Regions from separate parts of the Zea mays genome. Here region 2 is linked to region 1. Evidence: chromatin contacts called from public Hi-C data. All regions are on one chromosome and are shown on one strand. Each heading gives the region's core, a stretch centred on a gene start, on an enhancer-like site or on the middle of the called end of the contact. The rest is flanking DNA. Distances are from core to core; before and after follow the strand shown. Region 1 overlaps LOC103626807 (DEAD-box ATP-dependent RNA helicase 41). Region 2 has its middle 160 kb from the start of EREB46.

Region 1 (6,770 bases), core at 2,324-4,823:
GTCTCATACCCCCCCCCACAGGAGAAGAGCAGGTGGTTCAGGAGGAGCCACAAGGCGAGGAGTATGATCTGATCTAGGTGGCGTTTCTCAGTTGACATCGGCGCCGACGATCCTTAGTTCGTTTTATGTTTATTCTTTTATTTTGTATTAAGTCTTCCGCTATGTAATAAATACTCTGATGTTTTACGACATTTATCTCTATACACTCTGTTATTATATATGTTGTCTTCTTGGCGCATGTATGAGATGCACATGGCTTTGTTCCTTAAAGCCGGGTGTGACAGGAGAAAAGCGACGGTGCAGATAATTGAGATGGAGAGAACAAGGCGGTTCTGTTTTCTATACGCCCCTCGTCTAGCAGACGTCTTCCTTAAATAGAGGACCAACCTGGACTAGATAATAGTTCGATCTGCTAAATTCCAAGAATTGCTCCCCTGGAATATCTCTACGTGCAACCACATGGAGATCTCGCACATAACGTGCGTGCCCATTACTCCCGGTTGACGTGGCAATCTAGGTGTAGTATTCGATAACCAAACAAAACAAAAGGCAAAAATTGAACTGTCGTTTAGAACACTTCACGTCACGACCGCGCATTGTCACAAGTCACAAATCACGCAATAAATAACGCGAGCGAGCGCGCGTGTGGCAGCCTTCATAGCCCTTTATTTGTCTCATATGAAGAGTAGTGAACACTACCACATATAAGTTGGTTCTCCCCTACCTAGATGAGCAACATAGAACTAAAGTTGCATGTCATCTATACACACCACATTGACTTCCTTAGTGAATTGAGCCACACACTAGTGGACCTAATTCTAACGCATGGTCCGGAGCAGGCGTCGTCCATTCCGGTGCGCGCCGACGGTGATGTATGCTAGCTACAAGGAAGTTGCAGGAAGCTACATCGAGGCAGGTGAAATATTGAGATCTATAATATATAATATATATTTGTTTTTATATAATTATTATGTATTAATATCTATACTATATATAAAGCATCAGTTTCAATGGTCGTCTTGCGTCATCTTTTTACAAATAACTCCTCACAGTTATTTCAAATTAATCCGCTGCACGCCTATAGATGGTCAAACGGCACCCGGCACGGGCCAGACGCCAAGAACATCATGCTCAGATATTTTAAATATTGAATATAAATTGTATATATGTATATACGTTTTTTGTAAAATAAGAAATATATAATCGTGTCGGGCCGGACCAGTACTACGGGCCGAGGCTACAGCCTAAGCACGGCACGACGTTCTTGGCTCTTGCAAACATTAGGTCGTTTCTAAGACCACATTGGCGCAATGGACTCCATGACATTTGAGGTTGCTGAATTGGATGGAGCAACAATGATTTGTCACACTAACAGTAAAAATAAAAGGTTATTTGTTGGTTTTAAACGTTAGTAATTGCTACGAAGTAGCATAATTTTTATGAAGAAAATCCAGTTTTTATTGATGCCTGACTTTAGCAATCACTCCATATTTTGATATATCTTTTTTATAAGTTTGAGTTTATGTGACTTATTTTCGAAACTTGAGCTCACAAACTTTCTCTTATTTGATCTCTGTATGGTGGAATTATGTCATTTTATAATCTCTGTTCGTTCAGTTGGACAGTTGGTCGTTGTGAACTCTTTTCTAATCGCTCACTTCATTGGTCGTGTTGTACCAAGACATATTGCATGGAGTAAGCAATAACATCAGTTAGCCAAATAAAAAAAAATGTTATATGGAGAGCGAAGACAACCAATAAAAAATCTTAAAATTTTATTGGTGGATAGTTTACGTGGGTATTGTTATAAGCCGTCGCAACGCACGGGCAAACCGACTAGTTTTATCTAATTTGTGTCTCTTGGTAACGTACGATCATTCATTGTACTATTTTAATTAATATAAATCTGGATAATTATGCTCCTTAATTTGATTTGACGGGGATCGATGGGATGAGTAGATGGCCGGACGGGAAGCACACGTACGGTCGCGGTACGCGTGTGCGCCATGCAACTCGCGAAGTCGTGAACTTGTGATCCGGTGCTTGGTCGTTTTCCACGGAGAACGCATGATATTATCAGCGATTGCCCACGGGCCACGGGCCACGGCCCACGGCGCTAACCTATACCATGCGTCGTAGGAGCGAGTAGTGCTAGCCGGCCAGCAAGCACGACGGCGACCCAATGCAGGTACCGAACCATCGAATTTTAAACAACGGCGACGCCGGGAACAACGACGGCCCAAGCTACGCCATCTTTCGAGACAACTTTACCGAACTTTAGATTCATTGGAAACAATTCTACCCTAAACAAATTTATTAAACAGTTTAGATTTCATAGAATCTAAGTTCATCAGAATGGTGAATCTAGGAACCAGATTCGTGAAACGTACGTGCTGCGTCTTGTGTGCTGTCGTTCTCTCTCCTTCTCTCATCTCTTTCTCTCTCTTTCTTTGGATGCAATCAGCGTCGTCGATGGAACCGAGAAACCGGCCGGCCGGCGGCTAGCCGCGGCAGAAAATAAAGGACACTAGCTCATAAATTTGTTAGAGTACATCGGATTCTCTCGGCCGTGTCTACTATTACGTAGTAGCTAGTTCTCTCACTATATATATATAGTCTCATGCACACCATCCATCGCCTACGGCCTACTACGCTCTAATAACGGACGACAAAGACGGAGTAACCATGCTTAACTTAATTGCTTAATGTAACGACCGATGTCTATCAATAGGAGTATTTATTGTTTAATTAATCGCTGACCAAAATGCGTAGCGTAGCGTACGCACGTACGCACGTCAGTCGCTCTTGTCTTGGCTAGGTACGTAAGACGACGTTTTCACGTTGTCTCATCCGGAAATGGATGCCACTGATCCATCCATCCATCCATCTCGATGATTCCTATGCAATGTGCCATTCAAACCCAGTGAGTCCTCAGCTTCCTGGGCTGCCCAATGCGATATGTGGTCCGATCAACAGGCCATTTTGGGCCCTGCTTATTTTGCTGCCCACACTGGCACACTTGATGCTCACTTGACTTGCGAATAATAAATAGTTTTTATGAATTAGAGATTGGCATAGATGTATGTATGAACCTATTTTTCAAGGTTCATTCTTTCTAGGTGCGTGGTATTGATACAGGCTTGATTACCATGTAGTATGTGTTTTTGATGTACTTTGCATTGATTAATTAGTTGCCAAAGAGGTCGACGTCCGGTCCGATCGATCACAACGGAACCATGCATGTCCTGAGGCTAGAGTGTGTAAGCTCAGGGATTGTTTGTCGGTACATAGAAGAAAAAGGCTAATAAGCTTTTGGAAATCCATCCGCGCGAGCAAGCCACTCGACATACATGGAAATTACCACTGGTCAAACACGCACGTGTGCTCCCTAATCAAGTACTAGACACCAGTACTACTGCTATATAGTCTGTCATGTGAGCACATGCCTGGAGCACAGCGTTCGAACTGGCCCGGCCAGCCTGTTTTTTTGCGAGGGGATGCAGTTGGAGGAGGCTAAAAGAGACCCCCCAGACCCATGGGCGTGGTAGGCTAGCTGTGGCGCGCCATGGCCGCTGGCTCGATCCACACTCCACCACGCACGAGAAAGCTACGGTTGGAGTGGATCCGAGTGATTAAAGCCAGCTTTATTGCGCTGTCCCCAGATTTGTCCTTGCGGCCTCAGCTTTCCAAGGAAAGATAACAACAAAAGTTAAAAACAGATGGCGAGTAGTTGCTAGGGCAAAACCGTGCAATTACGGCACAGCTGACCATATCCTACTTGCCCCTCCTTTCACCAACCCACACTTTGATGCCCAGTTCAGATCTACTGATCTCCGCACGAGACGAGAGTAGGACAACCGGCCGGCTTTCTAATCTACTGATGATGACGGACCCATGCATGTAAAGACTGGAAAGTGCCCAACTACTACAACTCTTGTCAACACTAATAATCCATCTCTGCACTGCCAGATTAGTAGACTGCATTTTTTTTTTTGGTATTGTCTACCGCTCCAGCCTCCAGGGATGGAGGTACCATTAATGTGGATATGGAGGACTACTACAACGTAGTAACAGATTCCAAGTTCCCAACGTTTTCCAACGCATTTCTTTTTTCTTGCGATGATGCTGGAACTTATCTATAGTACTAGTATATTCATATTTTACTATACCATGCATGTCGGTTTGCCGCTTTGAGCGGATTAATAATCTATACAGAATACAAACATATACATAAAAGAAAGAAAGAAAGAAAACCAAGCAGCTTCCGGTTCCTCGCTAAGGTCCATGATTTTGCCGGGAATGATTTGGGGAGACCAGCTTAGTCATATATATGGTCCCAAAAAGAACCTTACCTCTCTGTCCACTGCGCCTAGGCAACATCAAACAGATTCATTTCTAACGTAGGTGATGATTAAAAATAATAATTCGGACTCCGAGATGCGCCTCAGGTTACAGGAGCTGAGGAACAGATAACTGCTGCCAAACATGCAGGGGCTTCAAATCCAAATAAAATACAGTGCACTGCATGCTCCTATTTTCTTTTGACTCCACCGGCAATTTTTAAAGATACACCTGTGCACAATGCGTGAGAAAAGGGTGTACGTACCAGACAGTGTCAGAGGACAAGATCTCACAGAACCTTCTTATGCTCCAGTCAGAGGTGATCGACTGACACATGACATCCCCACCGTAGATGTACTGCAGGTACCTGTTTCTCATTAATTAACTCGACAAGGGCAACAGACTCAATCAATTTATTTCACCTTTTTATTTTACACAGCTTAACTTCTGTAGCAACGGGGGCAGTTGCTCGCCTGGTAAAAATATGACCCACAGCTTACCGATTTATTGCAGACCGACGCTTCATTTTGGTATCACAGGAAAGCCTAGCACCTCATTCATGCAAATGGCTCGGCTTAGAAATACGAGCGCACGGCATGACCACGAGCTCACCCGTAACTGATTTTTTTTTTCTTTTTCTCCCTTTCTAAAAAAGCACGGCTGTGAAAGATATTCCAAGGTGTGACTTGCTGAAAAACCCCAGTCAAAACCATTAAGATACTTCACATCCAAACAATGCGTGCAAACTGATACTTCCAAACAAAATGGCAACAGTTTTTTTTTCTGGAAAGCACCCAAACGGGAAAGTTGTGGGAGAGGGAACACAACATTTAAGTGTGCAAAGTCGTAATCTGCAACCAAACATTTTCAGCAAAGACTCCAGCTCCCTTTCAAAGAACCCAAAATTATTAGAATGTTTGGATACAGCGAAGGATCTGATCTTACTATAAACATTTGTCATCCTAAGACAAGAGTAAGCTTATTGCTGAAGCAGACTACCATAAACCTTTAGAGCTACCGTCTTGTGGATAGTTTCAGAGGTTAACGAAAGAAAGCCAAGTTCAAGTGAAATGAAATGAAATTTTCTACAAACCGAAGCACACGAGATGTTCAATGGAGAAGAAATGAAGTTACGTGTAGACAGATTATTATAGCCTAACTTCATAACCATTTTGCAACCTGATTTCTATTGTGAGAATATAGCGAAGCCAAAATGTAAACATACTATCAAATTCTCCACTGAACAACAGTTCAGTCTACTCCCATATTATAAGTGACAGAAAAAAAAAACTTTTATATTTCTTCATTGAACAAGTATCCATCAACTGAGCACACACCATCATCATCACCAGTCTGTACCTGCAGCTACCTCAGACAAGCTTAAATGCCAACCATCTCCAAGCAATTCCAGAACTAACACCCCAGGACAAAGGCACCCTTGTCAATTCTCATACACAGGTCGCACTGAAATCACTCTAAACACACAATCTATATTCAGTTCAAGAACAATTCACTGTAAATTTCAACATCCCATTACATATTTATAGAGAAAAAATTGGGTGACGGAACACGACTAGAGATTCCAAATGAAGCAAAAGAATTTTGACGTTATCTCAAAAATATGCAGTAAATATTCCAACACCCTAAGTTTCAGCACAAGTCTTACCTATATGCTTTGCCGCAGTGTCCACGCTTCCAGTGATACTCAACAATATGATTGGCCCCAGTAGCTCTGGAAAAAGAGATGAAGTTATCCAAAACAGATGTACATTAACCCTACATAAACTACTACTAGGACTATGTGGATCAACTTAGGGTTGCCCCACAAATAAATGTGGCAGCCATGGGTGTAGGTGAGAGTGTTTATTACCACTGTACTAGCAGGGAAGGTGGTTATGCTATGCATACACACAGTTCACCGACAGCCCACACCTGCAGACACCATGTGGCCCCCCCTTCAGTTGCCCCTCCCCTCATCTTTTGCCTCTATAGTTTTATCCATTGACGCACGCTTGGTCTACTGCTCTTGGCCCCAGCACCCCTGCTCTCCAGTCAGTGTATGCCGCCTTCTATCAAGGTGGCTTGGTGACTGGTGAGTGAAAACTAGGTCCAGACATATTCTCCACTCCTTTCCTCTCTTACTACCTACGCAGCTAACCACATTTATCACTCACTGCAGAAGCAAGTACAGGCTGGGCAGTTTATATTCACTCAAACCAGCCCGTTCCTCCCCCACACGGCCACACACACTTCACTTCATAGGCGCCCCAGCAGAGCTCATCTCTGCCTCCTGTGTCCTTCTCCATGACAGAGAATCTCCACTCCAGGAAAATGGTACAGCCAAAGAAGTTTCGTGGAGTCCGGCAGCGCCACTGGGGCTCCTGGGTCTCTGAGATCAGGCATCCCCTCCTGTAAGGCCTCCGTCCCTC
Region 2 (6,770 bases), core at 2,782-5,281, 160 kb before region 1:
CCCCTACTGCAAGCGCACCCGACCTGGGCGCGGGACGAACACGAAGGCCGCGGGACTTCCACCTCTCTCACGCTCGACTCCGGCCACCTCGCCTCTCCCCCCTTCGCGCTCGCCCACGCGCTCGACCCATCTGGGCTGGGGCACGCAGCACACTCACTCGTCGGCTTAGGGACCCCCCTGTCTCGAAACGCTGACAACGTCGATCGGTGATCGTGCGAACAAGATTTGATCGAGAACGAACGGTTAGAAATAGACCTAGAGTAATAAAATCCTCACCATTGATTTCGGATCCAATGGTTCTCGTCGCTTACCGGTTCATTCGCTGCTAGATCTAATCCTGGCCGCGGAATTTAGATCTGACGGCTAATCTCGATCCACACCCCTTCACGATGTCGAACTTACAGAAGAACCCCTTTGTTTATAGGAAATAAACGCGCCATCCACTTTAGCTATTCACTGTGTCTCGGGTTTCTTGCGCCGAGACCCTTTCCTTTTCTGTTATTTAAGGCGCAATCCAGAGACTTGGGAAATCAGGAAAAATGAATTAGTAAATGAGTTTTTAATATGAAAACAATTCCTAGAATTTGTATAATTCATAGGAAATTCATATTAGGTCCAAATTGATCCATTCCAATTCCATTAATTTTGTTTTAATATTGTTTATCATCTAGTAACACTATTTTGACATGAAACTTAGATTTAAAATTGTCCACTTGAATTAATCTATACGAGGCATTAAATGACTCCATAAGATCATAACTCCTTAACCGTAACTCCGATTTTAGTGGTTCTCGTTCCCGCGATCGCGTAGCAAAACGTAGATCATTATTATTCAGTTTCTTTCTTATGTATGGTGTGATGTTAATTTTATCTATACCATGTTTGTTTGTATTGCTACGACTAGCAGTGAGGTCACGAGGAATTAAACACCCTGGTATCTGGAATCTCAAGTCCCAGGCAAGTTGTGCCCTTGACCACTTTTTACCCAATAATGTTCTTTAATATCATTTATTCATGCATAGGTTAATTTTGATGGGACCCAATAGGTTACCCTAGATTGTTTATCTCATTACCTTGTTTACCCCTGAATCACTTGGGTAGTTTGCTATTGCTTTACATGGATTTGGGATAATTATTTATCATATCTATGTTCCAGTTATTTTGTTATTCTATTTATGTTCATGTCAAGATCATTAATGTTAATTGGAACATAGAGCTTAACTTGAGAAAAACGTGCCACCATAAGGGTTTATGGACGCCCTTGGCTGATTAATTAGGAAAGCTAGTGGAGGACTACCTTACCCGAAACGGGCAAGGGCAGTAGGGGAGTGGTCAGTGTAGGGAGGTCCTTGGTTGATTTTGCTGCGATGGCGGTCAGGCAAGAACCCTGCATTGGAGCTTCCTATAAACTGTAGCGGGTTTTCTGAAGCTAGTGGAACTTTGTAAAGGCCTCGTAGTGTTACCCTGCCTCGCCTCCTTGGTAGAGGTGTATGGGAAGTCGCGATCCCTTGGCAGATGGGTAACATGACTTGTGGGTAAAGGGTACAACCTCTGCAGAGTGTAAAACTGGTATACTAGCCGAGCTCACGGTCATGAGCAGCTCAAGACTCTCTGATGATTAATTTATGGAACTAAATTCCATTTGTCATATGCATTGCATCGCAGGTGATGTTGTTACTTTTGTTCTACTACTTAATTGGGTTGGTATTTACTTATACTTAGTAATTGCTAATAAAATTTTGACCAACTTTAAAAGCAATGCTCAGCTCTAACCATCCTCTTTGGTAAGCCTTACACTTCACGTGAGCTCCCACCTTTGGCGAGTTCATGCACATTATTCCCCACAACTTGTTGAGCGATGAACGTATGTGAGCTCACTCTTGCTGTCTCACACCCCCCCACAGGTCAAGAACAGGTACCACAAGATGAGGCGCATGGAGGATGCTGCGATGAGTTCGTGAGAGAGATCTAGGCCGTCGTCTCCCAGTCAACTTTGGGTTGCTAGACCATTGTCTCCTTATAATGTAATTATTTATTTATTTTGTATAGAACTTCTATTATATAGTAAAGATGTGACATTCGATCCTGTGCCATGATTCATCATATGTGTGAGACTTGGTCCCAGCACACCTGGTGATTATGTTCGCGCCCGGGTCTTAATGCCCCTGAAATCCGGGTGTGACAGAAGTGGTATCAGAGGAATGTTGACTGTAGGACGAAACCTAGATAGAACTGGACAACCATTATCTACTTACCTTTGCTAACTCTAATTCTTTCTAAACTTTTCTTAATCTTTTCTCATCCATTTCTGCTTTACTCTGATTATTCTTACCTTTTCCTTCTAAAGACAAATGTGGATTTCACACTTTGAAATCCTGTGCCTAAAGTGACCTTTAGGAATAGGAAACCTACTCTTAGGAACAAAAACAAAACTATTTTTATAAGTATCTATGTGCTTGAATGTTTGTTCTTGTGATACATGTCTGATTTGGATCTTTGATTGAGTGTGATGGGTTGTGGAGTAATGTCCACAATTGCATCTGCATATACACCTAGACATAAGGAAAAATATTTTTAAAATAGACAACACAGAATATGCCCTATTAAAAATATATCAAGCCTAATGGATCCACCTTATCTTAAAAGATATTCATCTTATCTTGAAAAGATCTTATGCCACCCTAATAGATGTAACTGACCTCAAAAGATTCTACCTTATCCCTATGGATTCATCTTGCCATAATTAATATATTTATCCCACTCTAAAATAACAACCATGATCTAATACAAATTAATGAGATCTTATCTACTCTATCTAATCATAAAAATCTAACCTAGATTTGATCTAATCTAAAGTGACTTATCAAACATGTTAGATAATATTGATGAAATAGATTAGACTCTACTCCTATAGAACATGTCTTAACTTAGTTCACCCTGCACTAAAATAAGAACGACAGACCGACTTGGCCATATGCAACTACCTTAACCATCCGATAGTTGCATAACCCCTCGATTATAACCTAGCAAGAGATTCTAACCTACCTACACCATATAATCCATCCTACTCACATATATCCTAACTATATGTCCTTAACTCGGATGGCAACTCCAAGAAGAAAGGCCAAAGAAGACCAACCATGTCAAAGAAGGATAAGCATCAACTCAAGTCTTCAAAGATCAAGTTGAATCGTCAGTGGAATCAAGATCCACAGTTCTAGATGAAGTCTTTCCTTATTATACTCTTCCTTGCCACAACCTATACTTGCCATAACCGTACCTCGTCTGACCTAATAAATGGCTAGACATATATATATCCATATTTTCCAAATCATCTACTAACGTGTATAAAAAAAACTTTAAACAAAACTTTTGATTCCTAAACCAAATGAGAAACTAAATTTCAAACCAAATTGGCTGCATTCCTTTCTTACAAATCTCGAGGACGAGATTTCTTGTAAGGGGGGTAGAATTTGTAGCATCTTAAAATTTTACTTTAGGATTTATAAATATTTCTCAAAATAATGGAACGAAAATATCTTCTAGCAAGGAATTTCCTCATTTCTTTTACTACAACCAAAAATAGATATGTTTTTATAAAAAAAATCTTATATACATTAAGTTATCCCTTGTGGAATTTTATAAGTGCTCTGTAAGATTGATGTTAGAGAATCTTTTAAATAGAGGTTATACAATAGAAACGACTTTTCTTCAAATAACCAATAAATATAGAAATCTTGAATGTCATCCAAAACATCATTTTCTTGAAGTAAATTATGACTGTATATTTTATTTTCACCACATGGTATAAATAAATTAATAAAGTAATTATATCAATACAATTTTGCATCCATGCTGATAAGTTTTAAGTTGTGCATTTAAACTGTTGGAAACATATAACCATATTTGAAATCAAAAGATAGTTTTGAAAACAAAATAGAAAATATAAGAAAACAGAAATCCTTGGGCCGAAATCTTGTGATTAACCCAGCGCTTACCTCACTGTGCGGCCCAGCTTGCCTTCACCGGGGCGCACACCGTGCTCTCACTGGTTGGTGGGCCCGGGACGACAGGGTATCTTCTCCTTCCCCGCACAGCACCAGTTGGACCAGGCGCCACGGCGGACTCTGCAATGTCCGTCACCGTACCACGACGACGGAGAATCTGGGCACACAGGCCACCTTGTGACTACCGGTAGTTTTCTCGGATTGTCGCCCATGAACCGCGCAACCTCTCCCCGATTTTCTCGCTGCTGACCCGGGGCTAGCTCCGCTTCGTGCTCAGAACCGAAAACGGCATGTGCATCGTGTGCTCCGCCGCGTTGTTCGGGATTAGTTCGCCAACCCGCGCGCAACCCGCTAGACTATTTAGCCGGGTCTTTGAGTATTTATACGCGTGACGTTCTCTCCATTGCACTCAAAGCCACCGGCAGCTCCTTCATTACCTCTCTCGCCATTGCCGCACTCGACTTCCGAATTTGCGCCCGACCGATGCTCGGGATGGGTCTCGGAGGTCCGCCGACATTCATGGTGCTCGTCCGTGCCATTCCTTGGATGCGCAGGTCACTTGGGTCCGGAGAATTCCTCACCGGAGCGCAGGACGTCGCCGCGGGCCGCACTGCTCCATGGCTGCGGCTCGTCTCGACATCATCTCAGGCGAGGAACTAACCCCCATCTTCGTCGTGACTGCAACATCGTGTGGAGCTATCGGGATGTGAATTTCGTGGCCGGAATATCGATCTGGCCATTTCCGGCCATGGCCACCACCGTGTATGCTGGTGGCGCCGTCGCGGCGGTAGCTGGGGGAAAACGGGGTGGAATTCGTAGGGGAGCTGTGTGGACGTCGATCGGTGATCGTGCGAACAAGATTTGATCGAGAACGAACGGTTAGAAATAGACCTAGAGTAATAAAATCCTCACCATTGATTTCAGATCCAATGGTTCTCGTCGCTTACCGGTTCATTCGCTGCTAGATCTAATCCTGGCCGCGGAATTTAGATCTGACGGCTAATCTCGATCCACACCCCTTCACGATGTCGAACTTACAGAAGAACCCCTTTGTTTATAGGAAATAAACGCGCCATCCACTTTAGCTATTCACTGTGTCTCGGGTTTCTTGCGCCGAGACCCTTTCCTTTTCTGTTATTTAAGGCGCAGTCCAGAGACTTGGGAAATCAGGAAAAATGAATTAGTAAATGAGTTTTTAATATGAAAACAATTCCTAGAATTTGTATAATTCATAGAAAATTCATATTAGGTCCAAATTGATCCATTCCAATTCCATTAATTTTGTTTTAATATTGTTTATCATCTAGTAACACTGTTTTGACATGAAACTTAGATTTAAAATTGTCCACTTGAATTAATCTATACGAGGCATTAAATGACTCCATAAGATCATAACTCCTTAACCGTAACTCCGAATTTAGTGGTTCTCGTTCCCGCGATCTCGTAGCAAAACGTAGATCATTATTATTCAGTTTTTTCTTATGTATGGTGTGATGTTATTTTTATCTATACCATGTTTGTTTGTATTGCTACGACTAGCAGTGAGGTCACGAGGAATTAAACACCCTGGTATCTGGAATCTCAAGTCCCAGGCAAGTTGTGCCCTTGACCACTTTTTACCCAATAATGTTCTTTAATATCATTTATTCATGCATAGGTTAATTTTGATGGGACCCAATAGGTTACCCTAGATTGTTTATCTCATTACCTTGTTTACCCCTGAATCACTTGGGTAGTTTGCTATTGCTTTACATGGATTTGGGATAATTATTTATCATATCTATGTTCCAGTTATTTTGTTATTCTATTTATGTTCATGTCAAGATCATTAATGTTAATTGGAACATAGAGCTTAACTTGAGAAACACGTGCCACCACAAGGGTTTATGGACGCCCTTGGCTGATTAATTAGGAAAGCTAGTGGAGGACTACCTTACCCGAAAGGGGCAAGGGCAGTAGGGGAGTGGTCAGTGTAGGGAGGTCCTTGGTTGATTTTGCTGCGATGGCGGTCAGGCAAGAACCCTGCATTGGAGCTTCCTATAAACTGTAGCGGGTTTTCTGAAGCTAGTGGAACTTTGTAAAGGCCTCGTAGTGTTACCCTGCCTCGCCTCCTTGGTAGAGGTGTATGGGAAGTCGCGATCCCTTGGCAGATGGGTAACATGACTTGTGGGTAAAGGGTACAACCTCTGCAGAGTGTAAAACTGGTATACTAGCCGAGCTCACGGTCATGAGCAGCTCAAGACTCTCTGATGATTAATTTATGGAACTAAATTCAATTTGTCATATGCATTGCATCGCAGGTGATGTTGTTACTTTTGTTCTACTACTTAATTGGGTTGGTATTTACTTATACTTAGTAATTGCTAATAAAATTTTGACCAACTTTAAAAGCAATGCTCAGCTCTAACCATCCTCTTTGGTAAGCCTTACACTTCACGTGAGCTCCCACCTTTGGCGAGTTCATGCACATTATTCCCCACAACTTGTTGAGCGATGAACGTATGTGAGCTCACTCTTGCTGTCTCACACCCCCCCACAGGTCAAGAACAGGTACCACAGGATGAGGCGCATGGAGGATGATGCGATGAGTTCGTGAGAGAGATCTAGGCCGTCGTCTCCCAGTCAACTTTGGGTTGCTAGACCGTTGTCTCCTTATAATGTAATTATTTATTTATTTTGTATAGAACTTCTATTATATAGTAAAGATGTGACATTCGATCCTGTGCATGATTCATCATATGTGTGAGACTTGGTCCCAGCACA

What was found. Hi-C and Micro-C count contacts between places; a contact is called where the count stands out from the background.
Region 2: a contact with region 1 is called in a Hi-C map of ear, with 3 times the contacts expected there. The contact joins two enhancer-like sites. A contact is called at or near these places in 2 of 25 Hi-C or Micro-C datasets (ear and endosperm).

The regions. Positions count from the first base shown.
Region 1 is chr5:116,512,099-116,518,868 of Zm-B73-REFERENCE-NAM-5.0, reverse strand. LOC103626807 (DEAD-box ATP-dependent RNA helicase 41) reads right to left here. Exons shown (of 7, transcript XM_035959112.1): 7 at 4,127-6,073. It overlaps EREB46 (Ethylene-responsive transcription factor WIN1), which reads left to right and starts at 6,574. Exons shown (of 2, transcript NM_001155213.1): 1 at 6,574-6,752. The coding sequence starts at 6,646. Within about 2 kb of position 3,573, at least 19 of the 20 cell types and tissues checked have an H3K27ac peak or open chromatin away from gene starts, as enhancers often do. A contact at or near this core is called in ear, where this site is marked.
Region 2 is chr5:116,670,447-116,677,216 of Zm-B73-REFERENCE-NAM-5.0, reverse strand. No RefSeq gene overlaps it. Among protein-coding and RNA genes, the nearest start is that of EREB46, 160 kb to the right of the region's middle. Within about 2 kb of position 4,031, at least 9 of the 20 cell types and tissues checked have an H3K27ac peak or open chromatin away from gene starts, as enhancers often do. A contact at or near this core is called in ear, where this site is marked.